2 separate regions of the Bicyclus anynana genome follow, and region 1 is linked to region 2. A link is a contact called in public Hi-C data. All regions are on one chromosome and are shown on one strand. The core of a region is the stretch at or near the end of the contact, and the rest is flanking DNA. Distances in the headings are between cores, read along the strand shown. Region 1 holds the start of LOC112043717 (protein FAM107B). Region 2 overlaps LOC112043717 (protein FAM107B).

What was found. A called contact is a pair of places that touch in the nucleus more often than the background predicts.
Region 1: a Hi-C map of whole body shows a contact between it and region 2, with 3 times the contacts expected there. The contact joins the promoter of LOC112043717 here to the enhancer-like site in region 2.

The regions. Positions count from the first base shown.
Region 1 is chr7:6,940,954-6,946,833 of ilBicAnyn1.1, forward strand. It overlaps LOC112043717 (protein FAM107B), which reads right to left and starts at 3,682. Exons shown (of 4, transcript XM_024079245.2): 1 at 3,601-3,682. The coding sequence starts at 3,667.
Region 2 is chr7:6,896,914-6,902,972 of ilBicAnyn1.1, forward strand. All of the region lies in intron 2 of LOC112043717 (protein FAM107B), which reads right to left. Among protein-coding and RNA genes, the nearest start is that of LOC112043725, 24 kb to the left of the region's middle. Within about 2 kb of position 2,603, at least 4 of the 8 cell types and tissues checked have open chromatin away from gene starts, as enhancers often do.

The DNA of each region.
Region 1 (5,880 bases), core at 2,432-4,931, 45 kb after region 2:
CCTGCATTACAAACAAAATATGTCTCTATTCCTACTAACAATGATAATTTTCCTACTAATGATAACATATTTCTTTAAAAAAATATGACACACGTATTGTGATATATTTCTAGGCAACTTCAGTCTCTGTTGTTTCAATTTGATAAGAGAATAAAGACACTCATTCGCCTTCAGTTTAATAAAGACATTTCACTGTACACAGGACCTACATAAATCGAACATATGCCTTTATTTATCGCAATGATAACGTATTAATAAAGGATTCTATGTTGCACGCCGGTGTCGGTAAGAAGAAACGAGACTAATCGCCCGAACGTACGTGACTGGAGAACAACGCATCATTGTGCACACATCACACAAAGCTAATGAGGGAAGCTCGCCGACAAAGCTACGCCACACCTGCATAATATACGAATTGGACTTCAAGTGTGAAGAACTAGGAAGTACAATACGTACATACTAAGGAGTTTATTCGAATGAAATCCGGATGTTTATTGAAGAAAGCTCTAATTAGTGTTGATGCAATTTATAGATTTAGCAGTCATTTTTAGCCGACTTCCAAAAAGGAGGAGGTTCTACGTACGGCTGCATGTATGTTTTTTTTTCAATGTATGTCCATCGATATTTCCGTCATTTATGCACCGATTTTAAAAATTCTTTTTTGTTTAGAAGGGTTTACTTTGAGGGTGGTCCCATTTTTTCATGTCAGGATCTAATGATGGCATCCTGGAGAGACTGCTAGTGCGTTTATTAGTCTTTCCATAAGATATCTAAAGGTATTGATGCAATCTAAGATGGAAGCGGGTTAAATTGTTAGGAGTAGGATAACTTCGGTTTCTACACGTCATCGTACCAGAAAGCTAAATCGCTTGGCGGTACGTCTTTGCCAGTAGAGTGGTAACGAAAACCTCAATCGGCCCAGTCGGGGACTAAACCCAGGACCTCCGTCTAGTTTATCCACCGCACCAAACCACCACCACACCACTGTCTAAAGATAAATGATTTCGTGATTAATCTTAACTTCAAAGAAAGTGCCATTTACCTACCTATTTTTAAGGTGTTTTTATCGTTAACCAGTAATTATTGCTGGTACTTCGGCTTCGTACGCATGTAGAAGTATTTGTTATAAATGGGTCAATGCCAGAGTCTCAATAGCTCAACGGTTAAGCCGCCGGACTCATCAGCGAATGGTGGCGGTTCGATCCCTGTGCTGTTGGACTTTTGTCGTACCCACTATGTTTCCCGACTAGTTGGAGGAAAAAAAAAGATATGGAATTAAAAAAATATTCTTTAATTTTCAACTGTAATTAGGTCGTCAAAAACAAGAATGCAGTGGCACTTTAAAAAAAAAAAAACTTCGTAAATCAATAGGCACCGGTGTGTAAGAGCAGAATTACATAAACGGGTGTAATAAAATATGATATTTACCGGTCGCACAATAAAACTAATTGCAAAACAATGAAAGTGAACGTTTGCTCGCTATAAGGATGGATGTACTCGTAACAATGAGTATCTTGTTACCCGCGGTGCACTGTGTCAACTGTCAAAGCGATCCAATATCGCTAACCACAAGGCGTGAAAGCCCACTAAACATAAACTCTGTTAAAACAGTGAATAATTAATTATTTTGCTATTCTTACAAAAGCGAAAAAGCCACCAAGACCCAACAAAATATCCTTTGGAAAAAAAACCTGTGCGCGTCGAGACGCTCGACAAAAGTGATAACTTAAACAAATTGCATTATTCAATTGAATATAATTAATTATTGAATTTCATTCAATATGCAATTTCGAGAAGGGCACATGTCTGAAAATTTAAAATGTCCAGGAATTAAAAAAAAAACTAATTATTTTTCAAACCAGTGTATAATTTCTAAAAATAAATAAGTAAGCATTGGTGTTAATTAGCCTTCGAAAATTACTAAAATCGTTTATGTCGACATGTGCCGTTTTGATATTGTCGGTGAGGTGTTAAGAACATTTTGACAGCAGCAACATAGAAACATTTATCTGAAATTTGTCAACGTCAGCTGTAACGCGTTACGTTACCCAGCGGTTTACCCCCATAAAGTTATCACTTGAAAAAAAATGCAAAGTTTTGCAATCAAACACTGTAGAGTCAATATAAGGATGCTCTCGTTTCGGAGTGCACCATGCTCAGACAAATTGTCGACAATTGTCGGGTTATGTTAGCCACTCACTATCCGATAAACCCACCACATGCCTGCAGCGCTAACGGCTTGACGTACGATAAAACTATCCTGTGTTGGTCGCGATCGGGATTATGTGCACAACGCGACCAACACACGATCAGTTTTATCGGACGTTAGCGCTGCAGGTATGTGAGCTCACTTGATCGTCAGTGGTTGACATTCGATTCGTCAGTTATTCGCGGTAATATAACAAAATAAATAAATTGTAACGAACTTCCGAAAAATAACACCTGTTTCTATTCATAATGAATTCTGTTGTTCTATACTAGCGCGTGTGCTAAGTGACAACTAGCCAGTGAAGTTCAAACGCACACCCAATTAAACAGCCACACCATAATTTTAAATGCACTAGTGGGCGCCCGCAACTCTGTTCGCGTGAAATTTTGTTTTTTACTAATCCCGCAGGAACCATCGATTTTCCTGGAATAAAAACTACTATATGTTCTGCTCCAAGGTTCAGTTTAGTTCAAAACCAAAATTCATAAAAATCGGTCCAACGGATTCGTCGTGAAAAAGTATCAAACGGACTATCGCGTTTATAATTTTAACTAGCCAACGTGTAATTCCTCTTGGTTTACTCTTTCCCGTTCAAATCGGTTCGTTAGATTAAGAGGTTATCCCTACAAACTTTACCTCTTTATAATATTCGTAGATAAAGTATAGGTAATTAGGTAGATGTGGAAGTATGGATAAACTCTGTTATTCTAACTTCCACGGATTTAATGCGAATTGACAATGCCAATTGACAACTAGCCACAGTGAAACGCAAATCCACACCCAAATATAGCCACACCATAATTATAAATTCACTACCGAAAGACGCAATTCAATTCAAAATTGTTCTGGATATTTCCAGGATGAAAAGTAAGTAATATTCCAAGGTCCAGTTTAGCTTTTTACTAAAATTCATGAAAATTCGTGATATGGTAACAAAATGACGGACATTCGCATATATACTAATATTATAAAGCTGAAGAGTTTGTTTGATTGAACGCACTAATCTCAATAACTACTGGTCCGATTTGAAAAACTTTTTCAGTGTTAGATAGCCCATTTATCGAGGAAGACAATAGGCTATATTTTATTTCCGTATTTCTACGGGAACGGAAACCACGCGGGTGAAGCCGCGCGGCGTCTACTAGTTTTTAATATTAACATGGAAGTATGGATGAACTGTGTTCTACATTCTACTGATTTAGCGCGTGTGCCAATTGACAACTAGCCACAGTGAAACGCAAATCCACACCCAAATGAATAGCCACAGCCACACCATAATTACAAATGCATGGACACTTTCGATCGTAAAACGATGCGCGACCAAACACAGCAAACACAACAGATGCAAAGCTAAAATGGTTGTGGATATTTGTTTTGTTTGGCAGCTGTACCGTTTTCATACATGGCGAGCTTCTTTTGTATTGCAGGTGCTGGTTTGCGTGATCTCGCGTCGCACATCGCGAGTACGGATACGAACTAAACTAAACTGAATTTGTATGGCGGACAGAAGCCGGGCAACGTGTCACGGCCAGCTAACAGGATTACCTGTTCCACTGCGCAGGTAAACTGTACCGTAGATATGGGCCAGAAATGCCTTAACCGGCTTATAATATTGTACAGATTATGAGCATACACAAGCTTTATCCCACTCGACCTTTAAAGTGGCTTAGGCTCGAGTTACAATCACGGGTGGGTATTGAGAATTTGTGTAGGTAGACAACCTCCTACCCTTGTTATACTGCTTCTAGAAATGCTTAAGTTATGGTAATTTATTTACAAAAATATAAATTATTAGGTTTAATAGCTATATCTGATCTGCGACAAAGGGCGGACAAAGGTAATCTATAACTTATCTATAATAATATTCTAAAGAGGTAGTTTGTGAGATTGTAATGAATTGATATGGATGATATTTATAGTAAGAGATAAATTATATGATTTTGCACATAAGCAATTTTTTTTAATATTTCCATAGTGAGTATACCATTCTACCGTAGCTAGTTATGTTATTTCTTGATTAAGTAATTAAAAATGCAGATACAGGTAGATACTTATTTAAATTAAAAATCAATCAATAATAATGAATATTAAAATTAGCAGGTCAACCGATAATAATTGCCGAAGCATTTTATTTTCATTTAATTAACCAACTTGACTACGGCCTACGATTATTACCGAATTTTAATAATAAATTAACTAATTACGTAACATTATAGAAAAAGCGTACTATATAGCGGGAAAAAAATCCTTGATGAAACCTGTATTTTATACCTACCTAATTATTACACATTATATGTATTTATTATCCTTAATGTAACGAAATGTTGTATTGTAGATAAAGAAAAAAGGAAGAGTAAAAAATAAAGCATAATTAATAAAAATAAATTGTAGGTAAGTCCAAGTAATTTTAGATACACACGGTCAACTATACCGACAAGTCAGCAGCGCGATTAGGGATGTATAACTAAAAATTAATAAGCCGAAAAGAGTAAAGCTATCCATATTTAATTGTAAGAAAGATTAATAAATAACTATTTCAATATTTTTTTTACTGTCACATCCCTAATAAGCGCGCTACAGACATGACTGCATACTTGACCGTGTGTGGCTGGTGTAAAAAGTTATCCACTTAACTTTATTAACTTATAAGCACTTGCGCTTATAACTATTTACACTATAAAAAAATTTTAATAAAAAAAATTCAACCGACTTCCAACTCAAAAATTAACCTAAACTAAAAAGCAAAAAATAACATCTTACCTATGTGCTACCTTCTGATCAGTTTGAAGGCGGTGCCAAGCCAGTGATGTTTTAATTCAAGTAGTTTAAATTACACAATTTCTGTGGTTCTTTCAGAAACGGCTTTAATTAAAACATGACACTGGATTGGCACCGCCTTCAAACTGATCAGAAGGTAGCACATAGGTAAGATGTTATTTTTTGCTTTTTAGTTTAGGTTAATTTTTGAGTTGGAAGTCGGTTGAATTTTTTTTATTAAAATTTTTATTTTTTAATTTTTAGTGTTAGCACACCTACTGAGTGTGAACTGACTGTCCTCCGTCTTCATCACCAGACCCCCTATGCAGTCACAATCCATATGGGTGGAAAGTTCTCATCAATATAAAATTTATCAAGTCCAAACACAAGGTAGCTACTGTGAACCGTCGAGGAGTTCCCTTAACTCTCCTTCATCTTCATCACCAGACCTCTAATACAGTCACAATCTATCCAGGTGGAAAGTTCTCATCAATACAAATTTATCAAGTCCAAACACAAGGTAGCTACTGTGAACCGTCGAGGAGTTCTCTTCACTGTCCTTCGTCTTCATCATCAGACCCTTAATACAGTCACAACCCATCTAGGTGGAAAGTTCTCATCAATACAAATAAATTAAGCCCAAACAAAAGGTACCTGCTGTAAATCGTTGACGAGTTCTATCGTCTGTGTATCGGCTCCATCATCAGACCAACTCCAGACCTTCATAAAATTGTAGTGGTTTAAAATACCTTATGGAAACACTAACAAACGCACTAGCCGTCTCTACGATTTTCGAAAGTTCCCCTCGATTTCTCCAGGATGCCATCATCAGATCCTGACATGAAAAAAATGGGACCACCCTGGAATCAAACCCTTCAAAACAAAAAAATAATTTTTAAAATCGGTCCACAAAT
Region 2 (6,059 bases), core at 1,353-3,852:
GCTATAGAGTTACTTTTTACCTCGGAAAAATCAATGGTTCCCGCGGAATTTGTAAATAACTGAATTTCACGTGCACGAAGAGAACGAAGTTTAGGCTGTCCATTAAATTAAATCAGGCATCATCATCTCCTTCGCCTTATCCCACTAAATTAGGGTTGGCACAATAGGTTTGGATCGTGCCGCGAAGCAAGAACCAGCTCATGACTAAAAGCCCCGTATGGGTTCGAAACTAGTCGCGCATACTCCGACCTAATATCACGTGAGTTTTAGCCGTGTTTCATAATCAATTAACACTAGCGATAGTTTAAAATCTAGAATGTCGTCATCTATTAGTAACTCCTATCATACGTAAATTATCATCTATCCCTAAAAAACATGTTTTACAAACTCAAACCATATTTTCTGTTAATTGATTTTGTCGGCCTCTTCGTTAATGTGAATAATGTAGGACATTTACTATTACTTTTAGAATTTATTTGAACTGTTATGTCGTGTGCGTTATACAGTACATACAAGAGTAAAGAATATACAACTTATTGATTAATTATTTTGGATACTGACTCCTCTAACTCACATTGCAACCTACTAGTAATTCTACAAAAATCGTAACAAAATAGCACTCAGTACTTTGTATTTTCTTTCATTGTCAGTTTCAAAAGAATAAAAAACAAACACCTATGACATGCGATGGATGGAAATTCATTCTATTCCCAAAAGGAAAATCAACTTAACAAATTAGATCGATGCCTCTGAGGTATTTATTTTATTAAGGCTTACAAGTTATAGCCTCAAAAGTTATGCAATCGTCAGTCATTTCGTACACGTTAGGTAAAACTTTTTAGCACTTCAGACAAGTGCCAGCCCTCGCATTGTTCAGACGAAACTAATTAGCCGAGTCTCGGCCTCTCAGAAGTCACCCTTACGATTTTCCGTGACCAAAAAGATTTAAGACATTCCGTCTACCTGCTCATCGTGTGAGACGAGTACCTCTTTCTAACGAAATGCGTCTTTTATTACCAACTTTAATTTTTTTTATTTGCATCATGCTTGGAAGTTAAATAAGAAACAGTTCTTGTCGTTCGATGACTCTACGGTATACACGAGTACCTTTGATGACATTAATATGGTAGCATGAAGTTAGTCTGATGATGGATTCGAAAAGCGGCCACAAGTAAAAATTTTTGTACCTACGTATATGTTGTTAACAATTTTATTTTGTGAATATCTCTGAAACAAGTTTTAATTTATCAGAATTACCTGTAGGTACATACTCAAACACTTATGAAACCGGTTTGAATATTCGCGAACAATGAATGTAGGATTTGTTGTATTCTTTTGTCTTTGTTACGCAAATATACTCGTACCTTCTAAGAATTCTGAACATTGATTTAGAATTTGAATTAAAAAAAGCTTAAAACTAACACAATAATGCTAGCCACAAACGGTCAATTATTCTCACGTTTCTGTAGCACCCACGACTATAATTATTCGTGTGTTGGTCACTGCGTATATGACTCGTATAGTATGCCGCGTGGGTACTGCCGTTTGCTTTTCAGAAACGTGAGAATAATTGACCGTTTGTGGTTAGCATAACAAAGTTTTATCTGAACATTTGTGTCTTATTAATAAGCCACAAAAGTGTATTAATTTAAAAAGTACATTGAAGTGTACCTATCTATTATATTAACTTCTCTTAGTGTGGAGTTAAAGTCGTAGTTATTACGAGTACCTACAACATTTGTTGGTCGTGTGAATATTATTATTATTATTAGTTACAGATGTCGACTGCCGTTTATGTCGATACTCGCTTTTGTGACTTCGAATATAGGCGCGCACACCGTCAATGCGGCAGGCGACAGATGTTCAATACCGATGTAAGCAAAGAGACGGTGGACAATTATGCAAAATAAAATTGCCGTTTTAACAAAACACGAGTGCAGCATCTGCTCGGTGGTTATGTAAAGTGGTAAATAGTGAGCAAATGTCCATTTTGGAAGGATGACTTTAAGGAACACTTTTTAGTTATTTATATTCTTTAAAAAAATATTATTAAACTATTGCATAGCTTTTATCGTGGGCTTTGAGGGCGGCGACCAAATCAAGAAATTCCGTAACGAAGATAAACCTAACGCCCAAGTCGTGCATCAAGTAAACACATTTCGACGTTATAATATCGACTCAACTGGACAAGTGGTGTGAACCTATGGGGCAAAACTTATTAAACCAGATTTCGATTCCAGCTCAACGTAAAGACATTTTTTATTATTTTTTATTTATTATTCTTTTATTTTTTTTTTATTTTCTAAAGAAAAAAGAAATACTGCATAAATAAAATAAATAAATATTTATAATTGCGCAAGTTGACATTTCTTTTTTAATTAACCATTTTTCCAACTATAATTGTGTCAAATCGCACTCCTTCTCGAGCGCTCAAAAAGAGTAACCGCGAATTATAATATATTGAGCATATTAATATTTAAACGCGCTCTACAATCGAGGCGTGGCCTCCACACGTATCATAATATGAAAAAGACAGGCTCGATCGACTTTATCCATGGGAAAACCTACACCGAGTCTACATGTACCCACCGTCTCTTAGTCTACAAAGTTTAGCGGCCGCGACCGCGCCAGGATGTCGTGCACCTGTGCGAATCCCAAGAATCCGGATAATGTTTAGCGAAACATTCTAAGAAAATATTGGTAACTAATGATTTTGCATACAAATTACCTTTCGTTCGTAAAAGAAAACGTAGGCTCTCCGATTCACGCACTTAAAATAAATTGAGTTTGGCAGACTTCGTACACGAACCTAAAACCGCCTTTTGTATTGTACTTTACATCAAAATACTGAATAGCTATCTTTTTTTGGTTAAATAAATCTTTGTAGTAGTACATATTTTTTCTGTGGTAGTAGGTAGAAAAGCTCAGATTAATTATTATTATTAAACAATAGGAAATTAGTTTTCATTTTTCATGCTGAGTAGGCAAGTATGAAGATTAGTAGTACCTACTATCAATTTTCACATTATGCTGCACATCGCACTGTTATCTTATCTTAGCATCTAATCAAAGTTTTCATCACAATAGACGGAATAGATAAAATAAAAATGAATATCAGTGCTTCGTAAAATTTTATCTACAGAGTCGAAACACAAAACTCCATTACATGTCGCATCGCAGAATTCTACTATTTCGCACGATGTATCGCAAGGAATTGCGATTTATTTCGTTTATTCCATCAATGTCGCAGTTTCTTCATCATACCTGGAATACTACACCGTTGAGCGGTACTTAATCGTAGCTAGTGGTATAACTAGGGCAATGTCTCGTGGTCATCAACCCATATTCAGCTCACTGCTGAGCTCGAGTCTCCTCTCAGAATGAGAGGGATAAGCAATAGTCCACCCTATGTGGATTGGCAGACTTCACACACGCAGAGAGTTAAGATAATTATCTGGTATTCAGGTTTCCTCACGATGTTTTCCTTCACCGATTGAGACACGTGATATTTAATTTCTTAAAATGCACACAACTGAAAAGTTGGAGGTGCAGGCCCCGGACCGGATTCGAACCCACATTTTCCGGAATCGGAGGCAGAGGTCATACCCACTGCTATCAATTTTCTTAGGCAAATCAGGCAAATATCAGGGCAAAGTCTACCACCACACATTATTGGTTTTACCGCACAAAAACGCATAGATTCGCAATTTGTGTTTCGACCCTAGTCATAATATATACATTGGACTTTTTATTGAGCAAAATGAAATTGGTAGATAGTTATTGATATATTAAATGATTGAATATGCAAAATTAACAATGATTAAACGGAAACATATTCGAAATTACCTAAGTTCTCTGATGACGTTTTGTCTACGAGTAATATGAATATGATTAACTACCTATTATATAATTTATATTCAAATCAGCTGATTGAATACCTAGCTAATATTTCATAACTGCATCATTTATTTGGGTCATACCACACTCAACTTTTAAATTCGTGTTTGCCGATTGAGATTTACTGAGTTCCAACAGTAGATACCTTTAACAGTTACAACTACTATCCGACATGAAATGGTTTTACAAATGGTGGTTTTTGTATGCGATTCAACAAACCCGTGCAGTTACAGTGACGCAGCTCGCAATATCGCTTTTCCAGCAAAATCTGAATGACAATAATAAGCATGCCCTAGTTAAACGCTCGGAAAATGCTAGATCATAGATTGCATAATGTTTTTTTTATACGTGCCCAAGTATAACTTCACAGCACAACATTTTCGTCTTGGAAAAGATATAACACGTTGCCATGTCACCTAGCGATCTCTGAAGAACCTTTTGAGGGAGACACAAAGTGCTTTCAGAAGGGCCTTACAATGGACAAAGATGCTAGCGTCAGACGAAAGGTACACTTTAAAAAGTCTCAAAGCCGAAAAATGGCTAGCTTGCTATAAAAGTATTTGAACAAGCCTACTAGGTGTAAACGAACAATTAATATATAAACATATAAATACTGTCTTTCACAGCTTTAATATTGTCTGGTAGTGTGATTCAACCAATGATTAATTTATATTATAGATGTGTTACGTGCCTACAAAAAGTGATCCGAATTTAGCGACTTTACTGAGCACAATTTTGTGTTTACTTACATTATATTATATTTATTTATATACAGTTTTTACACTTCCTAAACACAGAACTGGACATTGTAGACATTATTTGGGTATAATATTGTGTTTTGTGTGTTAAGTGTTAAATGAAATTAAGACAATTATGCACATTCGTCCGCCACAGTTTTGTTGCGCTAGTGCCCTATCTCTAGTATAAAATATCGCTCGACTCAATCATCATTTCAGAGAATAAACCTCAGTTAAAATATCTTACTCTGTATCATTTAAATACATATACGCAATATTATACTTTATAATATATATATATATATATATATATACGCAATATAATATTTTAATACTTTATTTAAATAGACTTGATCTCAGGGTTACTTTAACTTACTATCAATTAAATAACATAAAAAAAATCAAAATTCTTTTATTTTAATTAGGTTAGTACAAGCACTTTTGAAAGGTCACGTATATTTCAAAATTTAATTTAATCTAATGGCGGTAATAATAGACGAAAACTTAAAATTAAAGTTACGAGGGTCCCAAACGCGCCTTGGTCCGAGAAGAGCCCACAGCAAACTCAGCCAAGGTTTATTAATAATATAATATCTCATACTCACGAGTGTATTTATTATGAAAATTCCAAAATTTTATTGTGATCTATGTTTCTTGAATCGGCATTACCTATTCAATTTAAATTCCACATGAGTTATGCGAATTTATATACGAATACTTAATAGCTATGCCCCGCGGTTTCGGCGCGTAAAATCATTGCGAATATAGCTTATATGTTAAACAGCCTTCGCCAAATTATGCGCTGTCCAGTATTATTAAATTCAGATTCGCACGTTCAACCAAACACACAAACTTTTCAGCTTTAAAATATCAGAAAATATGTAATTAGAAGAGCTAAATGAAAAGCGTTTCGGTTAAGATATTTCTTCTCTGGTTATGTGATACTTATGTGGGTAGGTAGTATTGTTTACGCGTACACCACTGATACGATCGTAGTTTTAAACTTATTTATATGCGGACAGCACCGACTGACATTTTATGTGTATTTTTGATGTTCCCAGCGATGCTGTGACGCAATAAGATCGGTATCAGGAAGATGTGAGATGATGAAACGTGCCGCTTTGTAATAAAAATACTTCTAATCCCGGATCCGACATAACGCCAGCCACACACGGTCAAGTTTAACGTTAAATCTGCAGCGAGCTTTGAAATGTTAGCAGTGAAAAAAAATTTTAAACCATATTTCGGTATGTCTTTTCACTTTCACATCAACAAGCTGAATTTTATCGTCTGTGGCTAGCGTAAGATAACCAATAAAATTATGCCTGGTAGGTATAATTACAAGGTAAGTAACCGAGATTCAAGGTTTTACTAATTTTGCGTGGATGTAAAGAAATATTATGGTAGAGTTGAAATCATAATTAC